Regions from separate parts of the Pan troglodytes genome. Here region 1 is linked to region 2. Evidence: chromatin contacts called from public HiChIP or PLAC-seq data. All regions are on one chromosome and are shown on one strand. The core of a region is the stretch at or near the end of the contact, and the rest is flanking DNA. Distances in the headings are between cores, read along the strand shown.

Region 1 (6,658 bases), core at 3,335-5,834, 160 kb before region 2:
AGTAAGAGGAAAGTGGAGAAATAAAATCAGGTATAAGACGCAGCTGGAAATTGGGACCTATTTAATTGCAAGTAAAACCTAAGACCTCGGCCCTGGTGGCTCTTTGGACAGTTCACATAGAACAAGAGACAGAGTAAACTGATGGAGGAGTTAAGGTGCTTTTGATGAAAAAACTGGTTGCAAATTATTTAAGAACATTTTCTCAGACTTTTTGCGTTTCTTATATTTGTGTCTGTCTCTGAATAGAAGAATCTCAATGTCTTTCAGAATATTTAAGGATCATATACGTAAGGTGCCTCATGCTTCCTTGAGAAGTCTATGAACACATCCTTACAATTATATGCAAAATTTTGGGCTTTGTTTACTTATCTGAAAAAGAGAATCCACAGATTTTATAATGTCTCCAGGGAGTTCAAGACCCACCGCTTTCCCCAAAGTTTAAGAACCACTGGTATTATAGAAGAGAAAGAATAGGTCTAAAACAAAATCTGGAAGGATGGCCACGTCAGGAAGCCACAAAGAAAGAGTGGAGCCTATGAAAGTTAGAGAAGGATGAAATTCCCAGGCATCCCCATGGGAGACAGTAGGGTGGTGAAGCTCATGCACTGTGGAATCATTTCATCTGAGCTCACAGTCTAGTGTCTCCATCTATTAACTGTGCTGGCTGTGTGCCCTGGGGAAGTTACCTCTCCAAGCCTCAGTTTTCTAATCTATACAATGGGATGATAGTGCCTACCTCAGAGTTGTTGCAAGGATGAAGTGAGGCTATCCATGTAGCATGCCTCTCTGCCTCCCTATTGGTATGATGTGTGTGTGTGTGTGTGTGTGTGTGCATGTGTTGTCTCTGCCTCTACACATGTATTTTCCATTTTCTTGTCCACTTTATGCCTCTTTCTGGGCTGACTGAAGATTCAAGAAGGCTCTGAATTCTGTTCTGCTGTTTTTTTCTGATTTCTTTAGAAAAATAATCAGTGTGAGGTGATGTCCTTGGCTGAATACCCCCAGCTCCACTAGGACTTGTCTTCCAGCCAGGCTGAGAGCCATGTGTTTGAGCTTTTCCAACCAGGGTAAGGAGCAGTAGATGTTAGGAGCCTCGTGCTTAGAGCCAAGCGAACCAGCTTTTTCTGGGAAGGAGAGACCAAATCATCCCTGGGAGGATAGAGCCTGTCTTCTGCAGTGCCCCAGATAGCAGCAGCCTTAGCTGCTGCCTCTGTGGCCTACTTCCTTTTGTAATTTGCACAATAGGCCAGAAGATGGGGCTCTTGACCCTGGAGTCAAGGGCCAGAGGCTCTGACTTTTTCCACATTTGTACTGGAGAGAAGTCAGATCCACCAGTCCTCCCAGGAATCACCACTACTTCTCAATTCCTTTCCCTACCCTACCTACTCCACTTCTGCCATGGCTGGGACTTGCCTTCCAGGGGAGTGGGGGATGTGGGCACATCTTTCCTTTGGCCACCATCCTTGGCTCCTGAATTACCACGTTGCTAGAGTCAGTCTTTCTGACGCCCTGCCTCAGGTTTCCCCCTCTAATCCATTCTCCCCTAAGGGCAGATTTTGGAGATGGTACAATTTTTATAGGCCAATACAACATAGTGGTCAAGAACTCTAGAATCAGAGAGCTTGTTCTTGACTCGTCTCCTCAGGTGAATCTTTCCCCACCTCCTCAGAGAAGCTCTCCCTATCCCATGCCAGTTACTCTTGATCACATAACCCTTTATTTACTTAACAGTAGTGATTATAACTAGCGATTATCTTGTTTGATGACTTGTTTACTTTCTCCCACTTGATTGTAAGGCTTATGAGGCCAAGGACACTGTCTTAATTGCTGTTTTCCCAACACCTAACATAGGGCACGATACATAGGTTCTCAGCAAAAGTGTTTTGAATTAATAGATGAATGATGGAATCCCAGCTTCATGACTGCCTGACCTTGAGTAAGTTGCTTAACTTCACTGAGCCTCAGTTTTTTACCTGTGAAATAGAAAAAGAGTAGAGACATTATGACTATTAAATGACACAATGCATTTATACCACTAAACCCAGGTTCTGGTGTGTGGAAGTTTTCCCTAAAGCCTTCAGCATCCTGCTTTTTATCATATAAGAAAAATAAAGTCTGAATGAATTAGCCAGATCTCCACAATTTGATCATGGCCTTTTATTTTATTTATTTTTTATTTTTTTGAGACAGGGTCTCACTCTGTCACCTCGGCTGGAGTGGAGTGGTATACTGAAGCCTCTCCTGGGCTCAGGTGATCCTCCCACTTCAGCTTCCTGAGGGGCTGGGACTGCAGGTGCATGCCACCATGCCTGGCTAATTTTTTTGTATTTTAAAAATAGAGATGGAATTTCTACATGTTGGCCCAAGTTGGTCTTGAACTGTTGGGTTCAAGGGATCCATCTGTCTTGGCCTCCCAAAGTGCTGGGATTACAAGTGTGAGCCACCATGCCCAGCCCACAGCCTTTCTCTATCACAACTATTACCTCCCACTGCTCTTCTCAATAACTTTCTGCTTTGGCCCAAATTGTGGCTACCCTGAATGGGCCATGTGCATTATTATTCTTAAGTCTTTGCCTAAGACTTGAGATGCTTGCTCTTCTTACCTTGGGTCAGCTAAATCTTACCCATGTTTTCAGACTTAACTCAAATCTATGTCCTCTGTGAAACCTTCCTGAAGATCATTTTCTCTTCTGAATTTTTGCAATCTTCATGGTTTATATAATATTACTCATTAACATATATCCTGTTTCCCTGATAAGCCTGTTAAGCTCCCTTGGAGATATATATTTTAGATTTCTCTGCCTCTACAGTGTTACTTGGGCCTGTTCATTAGTAGGTGTTCAATACATTTTTTATTAGATTGAATTAAAAGCATTCATATTTACTAAGTACTTTCTATGTGCCTGGGATTGGTTGAGGCTCTGTTGAGTATACAGAAGGGCATAAGAAAAATAATCATTGCTTTCAAAGAACTTATAATATTTTAGTAAGCTAAAGTCAACATATAAAGTACTTAAATAACCACAGCATGACAACTGCTATAAGAAAGGTATGAAGTGCCTTGAGAATTCTGGGGAGGGTGAGATGACATCTGTTAGGGGTATCAGGGACAGTAGAATAAAGAAAGGCTTCTTGGAAGAGGGTGGCTTTTGAGATTAACTTTGAAGGATGGTTAAGATTTTGATGGACAAAAATGGGGATGAGGGTAGGATGTGAATTCCAGATTCAAGATGACAGGATTAGTAAAGAGATTGATGGAGTGTGTGGCAATGAACACTAAAACGCAGAGACTAGACAGGAGGCTTATACAGGACATCAGAAATACAATTCTGCTTCAGGGATACTGAAGCCCAACCTTGTTTCCAATTTCAGGACCAACACAAAGGATGGTAAGCAGGGGTGGAAACTTTTAACATGTATCAGACTACCTTCCCCAACTGTAGCTTCTTTAGGGGCTGAGAATTATTTGCAACAATTCTTCCCCTGACCCCAATTTGGACCTACCTGAAGTCTGGTATGATAGTGCATATAAAACAAAAGGCCCCATGGCCGGGTGCCATGGCTCACGCCTGTAATCCCAGCACCTTGGGAGGCTGAGGCGGGCAGATCACCTGAGGTCAGGAGTTCCAGACCAGCCTGGCCAGCATGGTGAAACCCCGTCTCTACTACAAATACAAAAAAATCAGCTGGGCGTGGTGGTGGGGACCTGTAATCCCAGCTACTCAGGAGGCTGAGGCAGGAGAATCGCTTGAACTGGATAGGCGGAGGTTGCAGTGATCCAAGAACACGCCATTGCACTCCAGCCTGGGCAACAAGAGTGAAACTTCGTCTCCAAAAAAAAAAAAAAAAACCAAAAAAAACCCAAAAGATACCTTTCTTTTTCTTGAGGAGAGAGGGTTGCTTCGATTTTAGCCAGCCTCTCTTTTCTTATAAATCCAAATCAAATTTAATGCATTATTCATGATATTCTAACCTTGTGTTAGGTCAGTAGTTCTGTTGCTAAATAATAATTTGCCTTAGATCATTTCCTGGAAAAGTTCGAAGCCTTTTTGTGGAATTGCTTCAACAGTCATCCTTAGCTCAACCCTGTCCGTGTGTTTTGCTTCTGACTTGAGACTCAAGAAGAAGACCTAAGTCATAGTGAGACTGTGAGGGGGCCTGACACTGCCTGCCTTCTTCAATTTAATGCTCTTTAATCTGGCCATTAGCTCAAGGAAAAACAATTAATTTTAGAAGGCCCTCTCCCCTCATCCGCAATTACCTCCTCCTGCAATCGCGAAGGATGTTTCCCCGGAATTTAAACATCATCTCCCAAGGAATGAAATCAGAATAGGCAAAACCGACACTTTCCCAGTTTTCAAGGGTCAGGTGCAGCTGCAAATAGAAGCAGAGATTTTCTAGCAAGCAGTTGGAAGGACCTTCACGCCCAGAGGCCCCTGAAGGGAGGGAGGCGGTTTCCAAGGCAACCGGGCCCGGGAGCGGTTGGCTCCCCGGCTCCTCCCCCTCCCCGCGGTAGCCCAGGGTACCGCCGGACAGCGTCCTCCCGTGCTCCGCGCCCTGATTGGCTGCGCAGGCCTCTCGCTGATTGGTTGCGGCGGATGCCTCGCGGGCCGGTGGCTATGGAGGCGGCGGCGGTTGATGGTTGACCGTTGGCTCCGGGGTAGGGGTCGCCGTTCGAGTGATCTGCTCAGATCCGACCAGAGGGCGCGGGCTGCTGATGCTTGGCTTGGAGCCCGTGGGGGAGACCTAGTTCGGCTCCGCCATGCCGGCCGCCGGGAGTAACGAGCCGGACGGCGTCCTCAGCTATCAGGTAGGGCCCCGCCTCCCGCGCCTCCCGCTCCTCCCCGGGGCGCAGCCTCCTCATCCTCTGCCCACCCTCCTTCCTTCTGCCCCCGAGCCCAGGCTTCCCAGGCCGCTCCCTGAGGGCGAGGGGAGGCCAGCCCGGGACACCAGGGGGCGCTCCGGGCGGTTGGGGACCAGGCCAGGGCTGCGAGAGAGTGACCTTGGGCCAAACCTGGGATCTGGCCCATCTCTGCCGCATCCCTTGCGCCGCCCGCCCAGGAGCCCTGACAGCCGGCGGGCGGCGACCTCTTGTCCTCCTCGCGTCTTTCTGTTGGAAGGGGCCGGCGTCTGGCCTCGCGTTGTCCTGCCAGAACGTGGGCAGAAAGGGTAGCAGGGACCTTGCTCTGGTGGGGCACGTCTTCTCTTTGTGTTTTTATTTCTGGGGGTTCCTGGTTCCTCAGTGGTTCAGAGGAAAAGCCAGAAAAGACTCTGGAGGCTGGGACCAATCCCTGATAGGGTGACCCGGTTTGTGACTCCCTCTGCCCCATTGAACAGACACCTGAAAACTTCTGGGTAGGGACTGCAAACTGGGCTGAGGATGTGTGGAGGGGTCAGGAACAGGTGCTTATTTAAGGGAATTAAAAAACCAAGGTTAAGTAACTGGTATTAGAACTGTTGGGGCGGCTAATGTAAGGAAAAGCATTGGACTAAGTGTTAGAGTCTGTAGTTTGAAATCCTACCTCTGCCTCACACAAACTTTGTGACCTTGAGTAAGTCACTTGCCTCTTTGAACCTCAGTTTCCCCAGCTATTAAAATGGGAATAGTTATGTCTTTTTTGTTTGCTTCACAGGGTTGTTTTGAGGATCAGACGAAGTGCTGTTTGTGAAAGGGCTTTGTGGAGTAATGTTTATTGTGTGACACTTAGTGAATGAGTGGCAGCCCACTGAATTCTCACTCCCCGTTTCCTGTGCAATCAGATGGTGTGGTTTCTGCCTTGGAAAGAGGGCTGGAAGAGGAGGCAAGTCTGAAGTACAGGGCTCTGAAGAGGGTAATGGGCCATCTCAGGGAGGATGACACGTCTTGGAAACAAGTGCCATGTTGACCTCAGGGATGGTTTCCCGGAGGAGGCAGGGAAAATATCCTGAGTTTGCAACAAAATGAATATCAGACACTGACTCTCTCCTCTTCTTCCTGGTTAATAGTTTGCTACTATTAATAGAAGATACATCCTTCTTTCCTTGCTCTGTCTGAAAAGAACAATATCTAAGATTTTGGAAAATGCATATCTAACCCCCTTAAAGCCTATTAAATGTATTCAATCTCTGTTTGGGATACAATGGTAAGAAAAAATAGGCAATGTTCTTGCCCTCCTGGAGCGTATCATTTAGTGGGGGAGGGGAGAAGTACTATTTTTAATCAAATATCACACAAATAAATATCATAAACTGTGATAAATGCTTTGAAGAAAGATAGGCAGTGCCGTAAGCGTGTATAACAGTGGTTCCAGACATGGTCTCAGAGAAGATTTTGCTAAGGAAGAAAATCTGGGCAAAGAGCTAAAGGATGAATAAATGTTAACTGAGGGAAGAGGGGGATCACAGGGCCTGAGAGGCAAAGAGAACAGCTACACAAAAGACCTGTGGCAGAGGGGGACACACCTGGTTAGAGACCTGAAATAAGGCCAGTGTGGTGCAGCAACAAGGAGCGATGAGGGGAATGGTATATGAGATGTGTTCTGGGGTTATAACACACAGGGCCATTTGGAGCCCATGCTGAGGAAGTTGACATTTATCTGAGGAACAAGGGGAAGCCACTGAAGGGGTTTAAGTAGAGGGGAAAGGGGAGAGAGGGGGTCTCTCCTAACCGGGAGAGAGA
Region 2 (6,253 bases), core at 2,038-4,537:
AAAACCCCTCAGCCAAATAGGAATAGAAGATTCCTTCCTCAACATGACAAAGGGTATTTAGAAAAAAAAGCCTACAGCCATCATCATCATGTTTAAAGGCCAAAGATTCAAAGTTTTCCCCCAAGATGAGGAACTAAACAAAGATGTCTGCTCTTACCACTTCTATTCAACATTGTATTAGAGGTTCTAGCCAGTGCATGAAGGCAAGGAAAACAACAACGACGACATCCAGATTGGAAAGGAAGAAGTAAAACTGTGTATTTGCAGATTATATGTTTATCAGTAGAAAATCTAAAGGACTCTACAAAAAGCTCTACTAAAGGTATTAAATGAATTTAGCAAAGTTTCAAGACATATGATTAATATACAAAAATTAATTATATTTCTATACCATACCAATGAATAATCAAATTGCCATATAAAAATAGCATTCAATAACATCAAAAATATGAAATATTTAGGAATAAATCCCAGAAAGGTGAGCAAGACCCATATCTTGAAAACTATAAAACATTGAAATTAAAAAGGACTAAAATAAAGTGTCCATGGAATGAAAAATTTGATTTTGTTATGATATAAGTTCTTCCCAAGTTGATCTACAGATTCAATGCAATCTTGATCAAAATCTCAGTGGATTTTTGTTGAAATTTGACAAGGTGATTCTAAAATTCATATGGAAATGCAAAGAACCTAGACTAGCAAGATCAATATTGAAAACGAAGGGCAAAGTCAAGGGCTGAAAGTACCTGATTTCAACATTTATTATAAAGGCAGAGTAATCCAGACAGTGTGGTATTAGTGCCAAGACAGACAAATATATCAATGAAACAGAAGGAGAGTTTAGAACTAGATTCTTACATACTTGAGTAAACGATTTTTGCAAAGGTGCAAGGGTAGTCAGTGGAGACAGGATAGTGTTTTCAACAAATAGTATGGGGACAACTATATATCTATGCAACAAAACAACAAAAGAACTTCAAACTACATTTCATACCACATACAAAAATCAATTCAAAATGGATTATAAACCTAAATGTAAACTCTAGAACTATAAAATTTCCAGAAGGAAACATAGGATAAAATATTTGGGGCCTTGTGTTGGGCAAAAACTTATTAGACATGACACTAAAAGCATGATTCATAGAAGAAAAAATAATAAACTGAACTTCATAAAAATTAAGAAGGTCTAATTTTTTTTTTTTTTTTTTAAGAGACAGGTTCTGGCTATGTTGGCCAGGCTTGAGTGCAGCAGCTATTCACAGGCCCAATTATAACACATTATAGCCTCCAACTTCTGGCCTCAGGAGATCCTCTTGCCCGAGCCTCCTGAGTAGCTGGGACTACAAGTGTGCACCAGGAGAACTGGCTGAAGAACCTCTGCTTTTGGAAAAACACTCTTAAGAGAGTAAAAAGAATAAAAAGATAAGCCTAAACTGGGAAGCAATATTTGCCAATCACATGTCTGACAGAAGATTTGTATCCACAATATATAAACAACTCTTTAATTTTTTTAAAAAAATTTTAGAATCAGAGTCTCCTGTGTTGTCCATGCTGGACTTGAAATCCTAGGTTTAAGCAATTATTCCTGCTCAGTGTCCAGAGTAGCTGGGACACCAGGCATGCGTCACTGAGCCCAGCCAGGATATATAAACAACTCGTAAAACTCAATTAACAAGAAAAAAACCCACCAATTTTTAAATAGGCTAAAGACTTGAAGAGACACTTCGCCAGGAGGATTTACAGATGACAAGTCCATGAAAAGATGTTCAACATCTTTAGTCACTAGTGAAATGGACGACAGACCCACAGCGAGATAAAACTACACATCTATTCAAATGGCTAAAATTAAAAAGACTGATCACTCCAAATGTTGGTGAGGATGTAGAACAACTGAAATTCATATGCTGCTAGTAGGAATGGAAAGGCACAACCACTTTGGAAGGCAGTTTGGCCCTTTCTTAATATGTTAAATATACACCTAAGACAGGACTCAGTTATTCCATTCCTAGATATTTATACCCACAAGAAACGAAAGCATATATATCCATACAAAGACCTGCACACGAAAGCTCATAACAGCTTTGTTCGTAACGGACAAACATTGGAAATAACCTAAATGTCATCAACAGGTGACTGGATAAACACATTGTGGTGTATCCCCATAAAGAATACTACTAAGCAGTAAAAAAGAACTCTTGATAGGCAACGACTGAATAATCTCAAAACGATTATGCCGAGTGGAAGAAGCCATACAAAAAAGAGAGTTTGTACTGTATGATTCCATTTATTTAAAATTCCGGAAAATGCAAACCAATGTACAGTAATAGAAAGAAGATCAGTGGTTGCCTGGAGAGGGTGTGTGGGGGCGAGCGATGCAGGGAGTGATTACAAAGAAGCACACGGAGAAATTTTTGGAGGTGATGGGTGTGTTCATTACCTTGGTGGTGATGGTTTCATGAGTGCACACATAAGTCAAAATTGTACAATCTAAACACACGCAAATATACCCCAGTAAAGCTAATTTTAAATGTATTGTAGAGGGCACATTATGTGATAAGCATACCATGTGCCTGGCTGTGTTAGCAATGTGTGAAGTGCATGCTCCCCGTTAGTACAAACAAGAAGTTTATAAGGTTGCTACTGTGATTGTTTCCTTTTACAGACGAGAACACTGAGGTTTGGAGAGGTTGTTACACCCTTTTTCCCTCTTGTGATTGGTGGTAGGAAAATATTAAGTAGAGGAGAGGCACAGTAAAGTGCCAAGAGCTCTGGCACTCATTACCTAGATCCTCGCGAGGGTGGAGTGAGCGGTTGAAATGCTCATGCCTACTTTACAGATGGACAGACTGAGGATCGGAAAGACTGAGGTGGCCTGGGGGCTGTCAGGGAGGCAGCGCCTCCCCGCTCCTGGCAGCAGGTCCCTGTGGGCTGAAACACGAGCCTCCACCTGCCGCTGATTGACTTCTCGTTTTTTCAGTGGGCCCAAGATCCTGTAAATTGAGTTCCCTGCGCTTTTGGATGTCAGAAACTTCACTGAGCGCGGCACTGTTGGGGGGCAGGAGAAAGGTAAGACTTGGCACTGACGCGGGCCACAGAGCACGCGGGTCACCACGACAGCTTTCGGGTCTCGCCGCCCGGCGCTGGCGAGCAGCCAGCCGGCGTCTCGCGGCGGGTCCCGGCCCTCAGCCCGCGGCCCCTCCCGGCGGCTCGGCGGGGGCGTCTTGGAGGCGGGCCCGGGGACGCTCGCTGGCGCTCCCGCGCGGCGCCCCCTGCCGGCGCCCTGTTCCCTCTTGCCCCTGATCCGCTCCCGGCGGCGCGGAGACGCGAGTCTGAGAGCCTGCGGGCGGGCGGCGCGCTGCAGGCGAGCGGGCGAGCGGGCGCGCCCTGCAGGGGTAGGTGGGCCGCGGGGGCGCGGGCGGGCGGGCGCGAAGCGCAGGGAGGGGGCGGGGGCGGTGGCAGCGGCGCTTGCGGGCCGGGGCCGGCCCGGGCAGGGGGCGCGCGCGGAGGGGTCGGCGCGGGGGCGAGGCGGGCGGGGGGCCCGGCGGTAGGGGCGCGCGCGCGGTGGCGCGCGGCGGGCGCGAGTCATCAATTATGCAAGGACTCGGGCGGTGCGGGGGGCGGGCGCGGGGAGCGCTCCAAGATGGCGCCCACCGCAGTCCCGCCCGCCGCATCCTCGGCGCCTTTGCAGTCCGGCCGCGCCTCCCGGGCCCCGCGTTAGGGCCGCAGCTGCCTCCCTCGCCGCCGCCGCTGCCGTAAGTCGCCCCAGAGCCCCCGCCCTGGCGCTGCTTCCTGCCCTCCGGGTTTCCCTTCTCGCCTCGGGACCCTTGAGCGGGGCTCGCCCATCTCCAGTCAGGGGCTTTGCCGCAGAGTGCGCGGCGGGGCTCGAGGGGCCGTGGAGCTGGGGCTCTGCTCTCCTTGTTTTGGACAGGTGTTTGGAACTCTTGCTTCCTTCTTCTGTGTGTACCGGGGGTCTCTTAAGAGAACTGAGGACCACCAGTCCCCACCCCGGACACCCTGCTTTCTCCGTCTCGGCTACAGTGAGGGACACGGCCCGTCCTTGGTGCCCCTTCCGCGGTGCAGCCCTCCATCCCTCCCTCAGTGCCGGGCAGAGTTGGGGCCCCTAGCCGGCTTGCACTGGGAAGGGCAGCGCTGTCGGGATCTTCCTACAGCAGCCCCTCAGCCTTCCCCCTCCCCCATGTCTTACTGCATCCTTCTCCCTCAGCCGGCTTCACACTGCTAAAAACTGCAGAAGCCAAGGGCTCCTGGGTTCTTCCCGCAGCCAGCACTCCCGACTCCCTCTGTCCTTTACTCGGATGCGTTCGTCCCCCTCCCAACAGGGTGCTCTGGAGTTGTGATGGGGGCTCCCGGGACCTTCCTCGGCAGGCGAGGATTCCTGCATTTGGAAGCACATCACTTTGAGAATATCCCCTTCCCCCATCCCACCCCCACCCCCACCCCCACCCCTACGCCACCCGATGCAGAGCTTGTTCCTCTCCTCTCCCTCCCCCACCTTACCATCAGCAGCAGCACCCTTGGCTTCTTGTTAGCGTTGGGGTACAGGACTGTTTGCCCAGCTCCGTGGGCTTGGACCCTCCTCTCTAGTTCTCACTTGGTACCTTGGGGCACCGCAAAGCCTCTGCAGTTTCTCCTGAGAGCTCAGCTCCATCCCCTCCATTGCCAGCAACAACCACCGGTGGAGACTTGGCTAACTTTCCAGGGGTTAGCCAGGACTGTCAGACCCTTTCAGGGGCCCCAGCTTCGAGTTGGGATGGAATGGGAACCATTTTTCAGCCCGATAAATAGGATTCTTCAAACCATGCATTCCATCCGACTACTCCACCCTATGCCCTCTTCCTCACTTACACTGCAGTTTTTGAAGCATGAGGGAATACATTTTATGTCCGGAGATTCCAAGGTTCTGCATCAGCGTTCATAATAAATGGATGTCATCTGTTTGGGGGGAGGGTAGAAGAAACTTTGGATTGCATCTGGCTGAAGTCAGGGGGAGGGAGAAATAATTAGCATGGAGCAAGCTCTGCCACACAAGGAAAACTGCTTTGCATGCACAGTGGGCACCAGAGAGTCAGGGATGGAAGCAGGAAGTGTGGGTGGGGGCCATGGGGGTAAAGGGGGAGAGTGCTTTTTATAACTGTTTTCTCAAGTTTGAACCTGGAGAGCCTTTAGAGAGAGGTAGCAGTGTGTTAGGGCTGGGGGATGTTTTAGCTTTCCAATGGAGATTTCGGGTGTGGTAGGTTTTTCACTGTCTCAAAATCCCTCTGCACTTCTCTTTTCTCCACGTGCATTAGAAGATGTGGGGGGGGGGGGATGTTGTGCTTTTATTCTTTTCTCAAAAAAAAATTTTTTTTTGATTTGTGATGCAAATGGCTGGATAACATTACCACACGGTACCATCCTGGTAGGAATCTTGGGGGAATCAGACTTAAAATGCTGAAAGCTTTATAGCACATTACATGTAACCTGGTTCTTGAAATACTGCAGCATTTTTCTTTGGAGCTCATGACCCATAAGGCCTTCATTTCTCCCTGAAAGAGGATTTGGTTGCTGGTTGGTGAGGTGGTGGTTGTGGGTAGTGATCCTTTGGTGTTCAGCACGCATTCCCTGTCCTAGAAATTGAGGTCCTCCCTGGAGAGGGCTGCAAGCATGTTCCGTGTTCTCTGAACATCTGATTCAGGGTATATGTAAATGTGTTTCTGAGTAGAGCTGGTGGTGGGTATTGCAAAGCAGTTCATAATGGTGCAGATCGGTTATTGGTTTCTTGGCTTCAGTTTGAGCAGCTTTGGTTTTCATTTGGGGTTTTGTCAACTTTTATCAAAATCTTTGGAGGATTTTGTTTTAAATTAATAAAGGATAATCAAGTGGAATACAGCGTCCTTAAAAACAACCATACGGTTGCTGTTGCTTTCCTTGTAGGACCCTTAACAAATTTTTCTCCTGGTCCAGCTTTGGGTTGCCTGTGTTTAGGCTTGTACTCAGGTTTCTTGCTGTGGTGCTGAAAGGACAGTTCCCCGACCAGTTCTGCGGCGAAGTGCACACACGCTGGACATGATTGAGTTTTTTTTTGCTTTTTATTATCAGCAGGCTTTCTCGTGGATGTGTATGTACATGCGCAGCTGGGTTTGTACTTGAGGTTGAGGCCTAGTTATCATATTTTATTACTCCCACATAACTCTTCATTTTGGCTGTCCCTCATGGAGACAATGTTTTACAGGCTGCAACAGATCCATATGTAAGC

The links. HiChIP or PLAC-seq counts read pairs in DNA pulled down with a chosen protein or histone mark.
Region 1: an H3K4me3 HiChIP or PLAC-seq map of stem cell-derived excitatory neurons shows a contact between it and region 2, with 4 times the contacts expected there. The contact joins the promoter of SLC4A8 here to the promoter of SCN8A in region 2. A contact is called at or near these places in 1 of 7 Hi-C or Micro-C datasets (stem cell-derived neural progenitor cells) and 1 of 1 datasets of contacts at active chromatin or transcription factors (stem cell-derived excitatory neurons).

Annotation. Positions count from the first base shown.
Region 1 is chr10:44,438,260-44,444,917 of NHGRI_mPanTro3-v2.0_pri, reverse strand. SLC4A8 (solute carrier family 4 member 8) reads left to right here and starts at 4,584. Exons shown (of 23, transcript XM_054663326.2): 1 at 4,584-4,810. The coding sequence starts at 4,763. It overlaps LOC129136535 (a long non-coding RNA gene), which reads right to left and starts at 4,458. Exons shown (of 2, transcript XR_008538304.2): 1 at 4,262-4,458; 2 at 1,695-1,973.
Region 2 is chr10:44,279,813-44,286,065 of NHGRI_mPanTro3-v2.0_pri, reverse strand. It overlaps SCN8A (sodium voltage-gated channel alpha subunit 8), which reads left to right and starts at 3,287. Exons shown (of 23, transcript XM_063785628.1): 1 at 3,287-3,392.